Regions from separate parts of the Mus musculus genome. Here region 1 is linked to region 2. Evidence: chromatin contacts called from public HiChIP or PLAC-seq data. All regions are on one chromosome and are shown on one strand. Each heading gives the region's core, a stretch centred on a gene start, on an enhancer-like site or on the middle of the called end of the contact. The rest is flanking DNA. Distances are from core to core; before and after follow the strand shown.

The links. HiChIP or PLAC-seq counts read pairs in DNA pulled down with a chosen protein or histone mark.
Region 1: a FOXA1 HiChIP or PLAC-seq map of pancreatic cancer cells shows a contact between it and region 2. The contact joins the enhancer-like site here to the promoter of Ndufa4l2 in region 2. A contact is called at or near these places in 3 of 39 promoter capture datasets (embryonic stem cells, hippocampal neurons and liver), 1 of 484 Hi-C or Micro-C datasets (embryonic stem cells) and 2 of 115 datasets of contacts at active chromatin or transcription factors (embryonic stem cells and pancreatic cancer cells).

Annotation. Positions count from the first base shown.
Region 1 is chr10:127,087,412-127,093,310 of GRCm38.p6, forward strand. It overlaps Agap2 (ArfGAP with GTPase domain, ankyrin repeat and PH domain 2), which reads left to right. Exons shown (of 19, transcript NM_001033263.5): 10 at 1-95; 11 at 474-636; 12 at 798-917; 13 at 1,819-1,947; 14 at 2,731-2,790; 15 at 3,016-3,164; 16 at 3,261-3,351; 17 at 3,464-3,686; 18 at 3,782-4,037; 19 at 4,159-5,759. The coding sequence ends at 4,401. Among named protein-coding and RNA genes, the nearest start is that of Agap2, 11 kb to the left of the region's middle. Within about 2 kb of position 4,295, at least 45 of the 459 cell types and tissues checked have an H3K27ac peak or open chromatin away from gene starts, as enhancers often do. A contact at or near this core is called in pancreatic cancer cells, where this site is marked.
Region 2 is chr10:127,512,963-127,519,081 of GRCm38.p6, forward strand. Ndufa4l2 (Ndufa4, mitochondrial complex associated like 2) reads left to right here and starts at 1,977. Exons shown (of 4, transcript NM_001098789.1): 1 at 1,977-2,076; 2 at 2,437-2,525; 3 at 3,303-3,363; 4 at 3,481-4,192. The coding sequence starts at 2,020. The coding sequence ends at 3,537. Shmt2 (serine hydroxymethyltransferase 2 (mitochondrial)) reads right to left here. Exons shown (of 12, transcript NM_028230.4): 8 at 5,830-5,995; 9 at 5,509-5,608; 10 at 5,263-5,418; 11 at 5,063-5,170; 12 at 4,161-4,954. The coding sequence ends at 4,827.

The DNA.
Region 1 (5,899 bases), core at 3,045-5,544, 420 kb before region 2:
TAAAACGAAGTGGCAATTCCTTGAACAAAGAATGGAAGAAGAAATATGTGACCTTGTCCAGCAATGGCTTTCTACTCTACCACCCCAGCATTAATGTGAGTAGCGGAGACAGTCACACTGGGAAACCCTGATGTATGCTCAGTTCTTTATATGTCTCTGACGAGTCCTCAGTTCTAGGAGACTTTAATCCAGGCCTCTTAGGGTCATGAAGCAAGTTTAGAGCCCACAACCTGTCTATGCTGGGGAGGCAGATTCACTGCCCCCAATGTAGTCTGGTGGGACAGTACTAAGGGTGAGCCTGTCGCTGTCTGGCCATTCAGAGAGTGTTTCCAGACCAAGTCTGACAGGACTACTTCCTACACATTCTTCCCAACCCAGTCAGCTCACAAGCCTCCTCTCTATCCCATAATATTACCTAATATTCAGTACGCCAAAAGACCAGAGACCCACACCTCAGCCCTGTACCTCCACAGGACTACATCCACAGTACACATGGCAAAGAGATGGACTTGTTACGAACAACGGTCAAAGTCCCAGGCAAGCGGCCCCCAAGGGCTATCTCTGCTTTCGGCCCCTCAGCCAGCATCAACGGGTTGGTCAAGGATATGAGCACCGTCCAGATGGGTGAAGGCCCTGGTAAGTGGGGTCCATGACAAGGGGGCAGGGAAGGAGGCAGGGACAGAAGAGAGCAGTGGGGAGATGGAGGAGCTGGTGCTCCACCTGCTGTGTGGGGTGGGGGCTGATAGAGGGTAGGGAGACTGGTTCACTGACAGCTCCATTCCATCTCGTTCCCACAGAAGCCTCTACTCCCATGCCAAGCCCCAGCCCTAGCCCCAGTTCCCTGCAGCTTCCAACAGACCAGACATCCAAGCACCTCTTGAAGCCAGACCGGAATTTGGCCCGTGCCCTTAGCACCGGTCAGTGTGATCTCCCTTCATCTACTGGCTTCCAGATCCAAATGGGATGTGTGTGTGTGTGTGTGTGTGTGTGTGTGTGTGTGTGTGTGTGATGTAAGATGGAGGTTTAGCGAGGGACCACAGGAATGTCGGGTGAGTGGCACCAAGCTCATATGCAGTGAGTCTGCCTGCCTGAGCTCAGGTTCCTGGTTTGACTTGACATGTGGGCAAGGTATTCCACCTGTTCCCACTTCAGCTTCCATCCTACAGGAAGTGTTTCCAAGGCAGTGCTTCTTAACCTGTGGGTCGCAACCTCTATCTCCAAAGATATTTACATTACGACTCATGACACTAGCAATATTACAGTTATGAAGTAGCAACAAAAGTAATTTTATGGCTGAGTGGTCACCATAGCATGAGGAACTGTATTAAAGGGTTACAGCATTAGGAAGGTTGAGAAACCTGCTCGAAGTGTTAGTTTACAGATGGAGGACTTTGGCCAGCACATAGTCAGCCATCAGTGTTTGAAATATATATATATATATATATATACACACACACACACACACACACACACACACACATACACACATATATAAACAGGAAGTAACACTGATAAATGTTCCTTGCAACAATGTATCCGGTCAAGATTATTATCCATATTTTAGTAGTGAAAAACCGAGGCTCAGATTAACTTGCTCAGGGTTGGAGGCTAGTGAGCAGCATGCTTGATCACTGAGTACAGATCTAATTTCGAAGTGCTCAGTCACCTGCCCGCCTTTTTGGGAATGATCCAGGGAGGCCTCTTAGATAGAGACAGCTGGGGAGGGATACCCTAAAATGCCAGTTAGTTCAGGGCAGGATACAAACTATAGGGGAGTCTATGGAAGGGCAACTGAGGCACCATGTCCCCCTTCCTAAGACTGTACCCCATCTGGAGATCTGAGTCCCCTGAGTCGGGAACCCCCACCTTCGCCCATGGTGAAGAAGCAGAGGAGGAAGAAACTGTCCACGCCTTCTAAGACTGAAGGCTCGGCTGTGCAAGCTGAAGGTGAGGCTGTGGTGGGTAGTTCCACTACCACTCTGGCCCCCCTCCTCCCCTGTACCCGAACCCCTGACCTAGCTCCTGCAGAGCAGGATAAGTCCTGAGCTGGGTGCTTGACTCTCATTACCTCTGCACATAACTGTGTGGAAAGATGGATGGACAGCAACCAGCTCTTGTCCGTCCAGTCCCCAGCCCTGTTCTTTTCCTGACCTCTAGTCCCTGCCCGTGTCTACACTTCTGACCCCATCCTCTGCACCCACATCTAGTTCTGCAGCCCCTGAACTCAGTGTCCCTACTGACTCCCCCAATCCCTACTCTCATTCTCACCTATGAATGGCAGGTTCCTCCAAGAGCCCTTCATCACTGATCCCTAAGCCCCTCCCCCAACCGCTATCCCTGTTCTGCTGACTTCTAAGTCCCAGGGTCCCGATCCCAGCCTCTTGCCCCCTTTCCTACTGTCCACACAAATTCTGACACCCCTTTCCCCACTGAGAGCACGTTTCTCTCTGGTCACAGTCCCTGCCCCCCTGCCCTGTCCTCCTCCGGGTGCTTGGACCCAGGTTCCAGACCTGCCTATTCTCACGGCTCTTGGCTTCCGCTCCACTCTGCTCCGGGGCCACTGACTTCAGTTCTGCTTTCTCTCCCCATCTGTCTGTCCTGCTTTGTCTCTGGCACTCTCTGTCACTGTCTGTCTGTCTCTCTCTCCATCTGCCTCCTTCTCTTCTTGGTCTCTCTCTCTTTCTGTTTGCTCTTCATTCTGTCTCTATCTTCTTCGCTTCGGGAAACCAGCCAAGCGCAAAATGTGGAAACTAAAATCCTTTGGTAGTTTAAGAAATATTTATAAAGCAGGTAACAAGTGGGAGCCGGGAGGGGTGCTCAGCTGGGGTGCAGAGGGGTGGGGGGCCCTGCCTCTCCCTGCATGTGCTCGGGCTTCCTGCTATTTCCCACCCTCTGCTCCCCCTTCCTTCTACTGTCCCCCTCCTAAGGGCTCCAAGGACATCAGGGAGGAAGGGTTTGGGGGAAGGCCTCCTGCTTGAACTCTGCCCCTCATGACCTCTCCATCCACCCACTCAGAGGAAAACTTTGAGTTCCTGATCGTGTCCAGCACTGGTCAGACGTGGCACTTTGAGGCAGCCAGCTTTGAGGAGCGGGATGCTTGGGTTCAGGCCATTGAGAGTCAGATCCTGGCCAGTCTGCAGTGCTGTGAGAGCAGCAAGGTCAAGGTAACCGATTTGATGCTATGGATGGAGGCTAGCAGGAGAGGCTGGGGGGAGGGTCAGAGGTACGCTGTGCCAGAGCTAACTTCAACTCCTCTGCAGCTGCGCACTGACAGCCAAAGCGAAGCTGTGGCCATCCAGGCGATCCGCAACGCAAAGGGAAACTCGACCTGTGTGGACTGTGGAGCTCCCAGTAAGTGCAAGGGCACCGCTGAGGGAATTGGAGGGTGGGGTCCCAGAGTACGGAGTTAGCTGCAGTTCGTTGAATGGTGGGGTGTTTGTCTTACTGTTGCATCCTGTCTCAGACCCCACGTGGGCCAGTTTGAATCTGGGCGCACTCATCTGCATCGAGTGTTCTGGCATCCACCGGAACCTGGGCACACACCTGTCCCGAGTGCGTTCACTGGATTTGGATGACTGGCCGCGGGAGCTGACCCTGGTGCTGACGGCCATTGGCAACGACACAGCCAACCGCGTGTGGGAGAGCGACACTCGAGGCCGTGCCAAGCCTACACGGGACTCTTCGCGGTAAGGATCGAGGATCAGCGTGAGGGTGTACGATTCCTGGGAGGTCCGGATAAGAGGTCCCTTATAACTCTTTTCCTTGGTCCCTGGTGCTGCAGGGAGGAGCGTGAGTCGTGGATTCGCGCCAAGTATGAGCAGCTGCTGTTCCTGGCGCCTCTGGGCACCACGGAGGAGCCGCTGGGCCGCCAACTGTGGGCCGCTGTGGAGGCCCAGGACGTGGCCGCCGTTCTGCTGCTTCTGGCCCACGCGCGACATGGGCCGCTCGACACCAGCGTGGAGGACCCGCAGCTCCGCTCGCCGCTGCACTTGGCGGCCGAGCTCGCCCACGTTGTCATTACACAGCTGCTGTTGTGGGTACGTGAGCGGAGAGGTAGGGAAAGGGAGCCTGGAGGTGGGCTTGGAGGTGTCGGGTGGGCAACATGTGGGTGGAGGTCCCCTGGATGGTGTGTGGTCACACGACCTTTTCCTCCTGCAGTATGGCGCAGACGTGGCGGCCCGCGATGCGCAAGGCCGCACGGCACTGTTCTATGCCCGCCAGGCTGGCAGCCAGCTGTGTGCAGACATCCTTCTCCAGCACGGCTGCCCGGGAGAGGGCGGCAGCACGGCCACCACGCCCAGCGCGGCCACCACCCCCAGCATTACCGCCACGCCCAGCCCGAGGCGCCGGAGCAGTGCTGCCAGCTTGGGCCGCGTGGACACCACGATCGCGCTGGTATAGTTGCCCAGCAGCGGGAGAGACACCCCCCACCCCCGCGCGGGCCGGGCACGACTACACCGGGTGGACCGTTGGACAGATGCACCCACTCACCTCTCCAGTCCGCACCCCGCCCCACGGGAGCACTTTCTACCCCCACGAGGGCACAGCCCCGCACGCCTCCCAGGAGACACAAACTCACCTCCCTCTCCCCAGTGAGGCATGGAGACCCTAGCTCATCACGCCCCTACTTCACAGCTTTCTTACTTGGATTGCCCTGGGTCTACCTGCTGGGTGTTTGTAGGTGGGCACTCCCTTGCAGCTGTTCCGGGCTCCAAGGTGTTTGGACTTGCTGGCTTGTGCCCCCCCTAGGGGCGGGGAAAAGATCCAATCCTGCCTGCGTTCTACAATCGGGTGGCGGGAGCCGAATCCCAGGCTGGCTCCTGGGGCAACTCCACGCCAGAGGGAGGGGTTAGTACGTGGAAGACTAGCCCTGAGATTTGGGACCAACTTGGGGACCCCACCCCTTCCATGCTAATCTCACTGCCCAGTGAGGGGGGAGGGCAGCGAGGGGCAGGACCCCTGCTGCCCATGGAGGTGGAGGGGTCCCCAACCCTTTCCGTGAAAGGGACCATGAGGAGTGGAAATCAGATATCCCCCCTCTACCTATCTTATGAATGGAAGCTAAAGAGCCAGGGGGAGCCGAGAGCCTGGGTCCTTCCCCTTACGATCATGGGGTAGAGGGAGAAGGATTGGAACAGGAGGTGACTAGAGAGGGGCCTTGTAATTTATTGCTTTGTTCCCCAACATGGGGATGGGGTGGGTAGGGGCGAGGGGAGGGCATATCAGGGTAGGGGAAGCCAGGGGTGGGCAGGGGTGGGGTAGGGTGGGGGTGCTCTCGGGTTGTGTCTGTGACCGTGACTGCGTACCTGTGACTGTGCAGCGCCCGTGGTGATCTGGGGTAGGGGGCACCCCTACAACGGGACCCCTCCCCCATAATCCTTTCTGTCCAGCCCCTCTCTCCCTGGAGCAGCTCCAGGTCCGTTTTTTCTATCCTTTGCTCCCTCCCAGCCAGGGCTGAGAGGGTGTGTAGTGGTTGGGAGGACTTTAAGGTCCTGGCCCCCATCCCCAGAAAGGGAGAGGTGGTGTGGACTTATCTGGCCCAGCCCTGCCACCCTTAGTCAGCCCGGCTTTGGGCTGTCTGTGTCAGTGGTTTCCGGTCTTTTTTTTTTTTTTTTTTTTTTTTTTTCCTGGCTAAAATATTTTGCAAAAGACCAGGTAATTGGGGAGTGGAGTGAAGAGGGGGCAGGGGTTACCCCCCTCACCTCCAAAGCAGGTGGTGTGAATCTTAACAGCAATTAAAGAGCAAGTGATTTTGTCTAGGGGGTGAGATGCTGGTCTGTTATTCGACAGGCAGGTGAGGGTGTGGTCTCCATGTTGGGGATGGGAAAGGATTAAGCAGAAGTTCTGGTTTCTGGGCTGGGGCTAAGACAGCACCCATGGGCACAGAGGTAGTTCCAGC
Region 2 (6,119 bases), core at 727-3,226:
CGCTGGCCGACAGGGGGAACCCGAGACCTCTTCCCCGAGCCTGAGAGCGGCTCGGCCTCTAGAGGGCGCCGGCACCCACGGACCACCGTAATCAGCTCGCTCCGGAGAGCACAGCTGCATTTGACTTGCTGCGCCGCCAGCCACGCGGATTAGTATCCTGGAGCGGTTTAGAGTTGAAGAGTCTGGCCCCCTTGGGACCATGGGTCGCTCCTAATCCTCGGCTAACGACTCTCGCTTTCCCTCACCTACTGGGCCAGCATGGCTTGAGTTATCGTAGGGGGAAAACGCAAGGAAGGAGGTGGGGTGAAACCTGGAACCCCAAAGACCACAATCCAAACATGGGAACACACAGGAGGGGAGGGGGCCTCACAGAGACCCCCAGATCAGGAGCATGCAAAGCGTCGAGAAATCGTGGAAAAGAAAGAACAGAAGCGCCAGTGTAATAGCTGAGTTTAAGAGCGGACTGGAGACCTAAGGGAGGAGAAACAGTGGAGTTTCCAGAACAGAAAGGCTCTGGGTCCAGCTCACCAGAACCAGGCAAGCGAGGGCCAAGAGCAAAGGGGCATAAAGCACGGGCCAGATGTCCCTCCCAGAGTCCTGGCTCCCCAGCTGTGCCACAGACCACCAGATGTGCAGCCCAGCTGGGCAGCTGCTGGAGCTTGAGCTCCAAGATTGGTATTTAGCACCACCACCACCACCACCCCGGTAGCAGTCCAGGCTTAGAGGCGCTGGTGACAGGACACACCCTCCCTGGCCCAGCCCTAGAGGTGGGGACGCTCAGGAAGGGCCCTGTTCTGCTCTAGGCTCTGACATCCCATCAGCCCCCCTCCTCTACACCCACCCCCTCCCCCACACACGTCTCAGTGAGTCTCTGTCTCTTTGTTCTCGCCATGTCTCTGACACTTTATCTCATTATCCGCCGGAGGGAGGCGGAGAGCTCGGACCCCGCAGCCTAATTACAGCAGAGCTTGTCAGCTCAAGGGGCGGGCGAGGTATCGGTGTGTAGGAAAGGGAGGGGCCCCTCAGAAAGGGTTGTCTCTCTCCCTGTACCCCAGGGAGGCAGTGGCGGTACACAGCTCATCCCAGCAGGGGTCCACCATAGTACAAGTTCTTTAGGAGAGAAATGGGGGAGCATAGCAGAATCCAGCGGCAGGGGCTAATCGAGAGGGGTGATAGAAATTAACATGGAAGCGAGGAGAAGAAGAGGCTCACTTCCTGTGTCCCCAAAACCAGTCCTCCAAAGACAGCGGGTGGATGGGGAAAACTTCCTGCCCGGGCAATATAGCATATACCTAATCCCCCACCCCCTTCCCACCGGTTTTCAACATCTCTTCTAGTTTTCTATGGCTGCTTCCTTAATTCGGAGCTCTTCTGCTAGTCCCAAAGCCAGAGATGAGTATGGTGGACTCCTCGGAGGGCTCTTCCTTCCTCATCTCAAGCCCCTAAATTGCTACAACTGTTGCCTTATGCCTTGAGCGGTGCAGATTCATACACCTGCAATCTCCACCTCTTGACTACTCCAGGCCAACCACAACCCAGCAAAACCGCCCAGACCAAGAGGGGCTGGCAGCACTAACTTTGCTCACGTGCCTCTTATACGCGAAAGGCCTGCTAGCTCCAGGAGTGTAGACAACGTACTGTGCATGCCCCCACTGTTCCCTGCTCCCTGCAGTGGACACTCCACATCCCCACTTTGTTAGAAGGCTGTCTGCTTGTCTGTCCCACATCTGGATCCCCTTTCAGTCTCTGGAAGCCAAAGAGGTTCCTCCCTCAGATACCCAAAGACCCAAGTATAATGGTGTCTCCTGGGCCAGGGTTTCCCTTTCAGTAAGAGAGAGTTGGGAAGGAGGAACCTCAAGGCTCCGCAACAACTTCCAGCCTGTTTTGGATCTGGAACTGCAGGGAGAAAGCAAGCTGGGTGGAGCTGGCGGGGCTAGGCTGACCCCTCCCTGATGGGGGGCGGGACCCCAGGGTGAGGAATAGAAGAGATCCACCTAGAAGACCAGACACTGGGACAAGATGGCAGGAACTAGTCTAGGGACCCGCTTCTACCGGCAGATAAAAAGACACCCTGGGGTGAGTTCAGTCCTCAGATCTAATTCCCCTCTTGTCACCCTGCCTCTCAAGCCCTCCCCACCCCCACTCCCCCCATCCTGCTTCCTGTCCGGTTTCCTTAGTGTTCCCAAGTTTTCCCAGGGACATTCTATGTCCTCTCTCTGCAATGTACTCAATGTCCCTGCAACCTGCCTTGGACAGGATCACTGTAAGGGTAAGGGACAGCATGCTGAGGATGTGGCTGTAGGTTTCAGGCCCCACTCCCAAAGGGAAGGTGGCATCAGACCTTGAGTAAAGATAAAGGGACAGGAAGAAAACTAGGACAGAGTGAGTGGGAACTGAGCAGAGTTCGGACCCTGAGAGTGCCTGGTTTTTCTGCAGCTCATCCCAATGATTGGCTTCATCTGCTTGGGCATGGGCAGTGCCGGACTCTACTTGCTGCGACTTGCCCTGCGCAGTCCTGATGTCTGGTAACAACAGGTCTTGGGAGGCAAGAGGGCAGGGGTCCTGGGTGGAATAAAATGGTCTAAGGTGGGACCTTAGACCTAGAAGGACCCTCGGTCTGTGTCCGTCCTCATTTCCACTGCCACCCAGCATTTCCCAGGGTTGGAGTGGCCCCTGACCTGAGAGACCCTCACCTCCCATCTGGACCACCTGGTGGCTCACTGTCAGTGGCTAGCCACGTGGGGCAGCTGGAATCCCAGCAGCTCACCACAGGGTTGCCATGGCGACACATCTCTACTGGCCATGTCTGGTGGCTTTTAGGTACCTCTATGCCTGACCGGAAGTGCTGGATGTCTGGCAGTGTGGGACTCCTGAGGGTCTTTGGTTGTACTGGGACTTTGTGTCCTGCCAGAAGCATCAGGGGGGTCAGTCCTTTGACAAGCAGAAGGCCAAAGCACCACCCACTCTGATCCTGGAGTCTGAGGTGCACCCACTGAAAGTACTGTCCTTCAGGATTTCTGCCTGACTCCCAGGACTCTGCCCTGAGCGGTTGGGTGAGGGAGGCTAACCCTGGGCAGTCTATAGGCTAGGTTGTCATTTGGTCATCAGCTGCCATACTTCTTGCCAGCACCTCCCAGGGATGGCGATGACAACGACACTCACTCCCCCTTCTCTGTCAGTCTCTAGGAAATGTTCTCCCCTCCTCAGGGTAGGGCGCCAGGGGTGGTGATACTGAGGCCATGTTTAATGCCAAAGTCCTGGTTCCCAGAAAAGAAACTTTAACCTTCCTGTCCTGTTCACAGCTGGGACAGAAAGAACAACCCAGAGCCCTGGAACCGCCTGAGTCCCAATGACCAGTACAAGGTAACTGTAGAACCAGTGTTTCCCCTCTCCCCTCCCGTCCTAGTCCCTAAGTCAGTACCACACACAAGACAGAGGAGGTAAGAGCCGCTCTTTCAACTCTCTTTTCCCTCTCCACAGTTCCTTGCCGTTTCAACCGACTACAAGAAGCTGAAGAAGGACCGGCCAGACTTCTAAGTCAGAGATCTCCACGTAAATCACTCTTTCTGCTCCCTGCCCCAGACCCTTGGGCGTCTGTCTAGCAGCATCAGTCCAGCTTCTGCTTAAAGGCCCGATTCCCACGCAAAGGGGAGGCCGCCCCGCCCCCACCCGCCTCCCTTGCTCCCAGGAGAGGAAAAAGCCTCTGACCCTCAGCTTGAGTCCCACGTGGGGGAGGGGACTCGACTGCAGACGACAGTTGGGGTTGACCCAAAAACCCAAGCCAGTCCCCCTCTCCCCCTGCCGCTCCCTGCTCCTCCTGACTGGGTGTGGCGCAGGCTACGTGTTGAGCGTGTCCGACGTGTGCCAGCAGCAAGCAGGGGCCCGAGTGCCAGGGACGTGGCAGGCCCCACGTTTGTTTTGACAGAGTTTTGAGCAGGGTTCAGGGCGGTGTCTGCCCAGGCTCGACTGGGCTCGTCCTGGGTTCCCAGCCTGACTCGGATGGGGTATCTCTGCCATGCAGTGGGCTTCTTCCCTGCCCAAGCCGGCAGCCTCCGGTCAAGGACAGCCCTCCCGCCTTGCACCTGGGCAGTCTTGTGCCTTTCCCCCACCCCTCCCTTCCCTTGCTTCTCTGTCCCTGGGGATCAAACAGAAGCAGCCGTGGGCAAAATACAATTTCATTTAACAAATTGAATTTGCTGCGCCTGCTAATCACGTCTGGTGTCGGCTCTGATCAGAGAGGAGGCTACAGCCCCGGGGGTCCTGGTGGTGGTGGGAGGGAAGGAGAGATACACGTTGAGGGAGTAGAATCGCTGGCTGGCCCAGGGGACCCCTCCCACAGTAATAGGAACCCTGGGCAGGTTAGCATTTTATTAGATAAAAACAGGAAGGAGGGCGCTTACCCACCCCCTCTTCCCCAAGAAAGAGCGGGAGGGGAGTCTGTAACACTTGAGATGTAGTGGGAGGGTCGGGGTGGAAAGCTGAGGGCGAAGTCGGGTGTCATGGTGCAAACCTATAACCCCAGCACTTGGGAAATGAAGGTGGAAGGGTCAGTTCAAGGCCACTCACAGCTAAGTGAGACCCCCGTCTCAAAAACAAGTCGGATGTCAACTGGGTGCTTCGTGTAGACACGGTTAAAGATCAGAAATCTCAGCTACAAATTCTGGAAGGGAGTTTATGCCTGGCTCTTGCCCTAAATGGAAGGCCTCCCTCCCTCCACTAAAACCCAGAGAGGAGTGACATCTCTTCTATGGTCCAGGGAGGCGGGAAGAAAGGTAACTTCCGGGTCTGTGGGCTTCTGACCGACCGCCAGGTGTCCTCAACTGTCCTCAACGTTCATCAAATCCAGGCATGGGGAAGCCCCTGGCAAACTGTTCCACCTGTTGCCGGAGGTTGGCCAAACGCTGGCTTGTCTCTGGGTCTTTGAGCAGGAAGGATTTGAAATCCTGGAGCTTGGCTGAGATCGGTGGGAGAAGTTGATCAGAGGGCTGCTGGGCGGGGCCAGGAGCTAGGGTGCGGGGAGGCGGGTGAAACTGGTTGACCAAGGACCTCTGAAGCTACTCACCAGTCTTGCGCTTCACCTCCAAGCCAATGTTGACTCCCTCATCGATAAAATCGACGACTCTACGGAAGTCGTCCTCACGGAACTGGCGAGAGGTCAACGCGGGGGCCCCTGGGAGAGAGAGCAGGAGACAATTAGCATAGCCAAGATACAGACAACCCCAGTGTGGGGGACCCTTCCCTCCGCAGACCCCAGATTCTCACCAAGCCTCAAGCCCCCCGGAGTAATGGCGCTCCGGTCTCCAGGACAGGTGTTCTTGTTGGCTGTGATGGAGACGAGTTCCAACACGCGTTCGGCTCGGGCTCCATCCAGGCCCTTGGGCCGCAGGTCCACCAGCACCAGGTGGGTGTCAGTGCCACCTGAGGGGGGACAGTGACAGGGGACTGCGGTGTCCTGGCCCTCTGCTTGAGGCCACAAAGGCCTAGGCCTTCACCCACCCCCTGGCTTACCAGACACCAGCGAGTATCCTCGCTTGAGCAGGGCATCAGCCATGGCCTGGGCGTTCCTCAGCACTTGTAAGGAGTACTCGCGGAACATAGGGGTGCAGGCCTACAGAGGAGAGATGGTAGCTCCTGCTGTTTGTCGCCGCAGAGCTGAGTACAGGCCCTGTCTTGTACTGAACAAGGAGGACTCCATGACCCCGGCTTTGCTGACTCCCAGTTTAAGCTGTTTCCCTTCCACGAGCCTCGGCTTTAGGTACAAGGAAGTAAGGAAGCAAAACCTCTGGCCCAGTGCACCCCGACACAAGGGGAGAGCGTTCCCCCCCCCACCTGCTTGAGAGCCACGGCTACTGCAGCAATGGCGTGGTTGTGGGGGCCACCCTGTAGGGATGGGAACACAGCGAAGTTGATTCGGTCCTCAAAGGTATAAGGGATCTCTTTGCCAGTCTTGGGGTCTACGGTTCGTACTCCCTTCCGGTAGAAGATGAGCCCTGACCTGTGTGGAAGATGCATAGTCAGGCTCTAAAAGGAAGGGCAAGTGACAGGGAGAGAGGAAGACGGATGACTGGCATAGGTGCTCAGAGGATCCACGGGTCCCCTCAATTGGGTTTGCGGGGGGG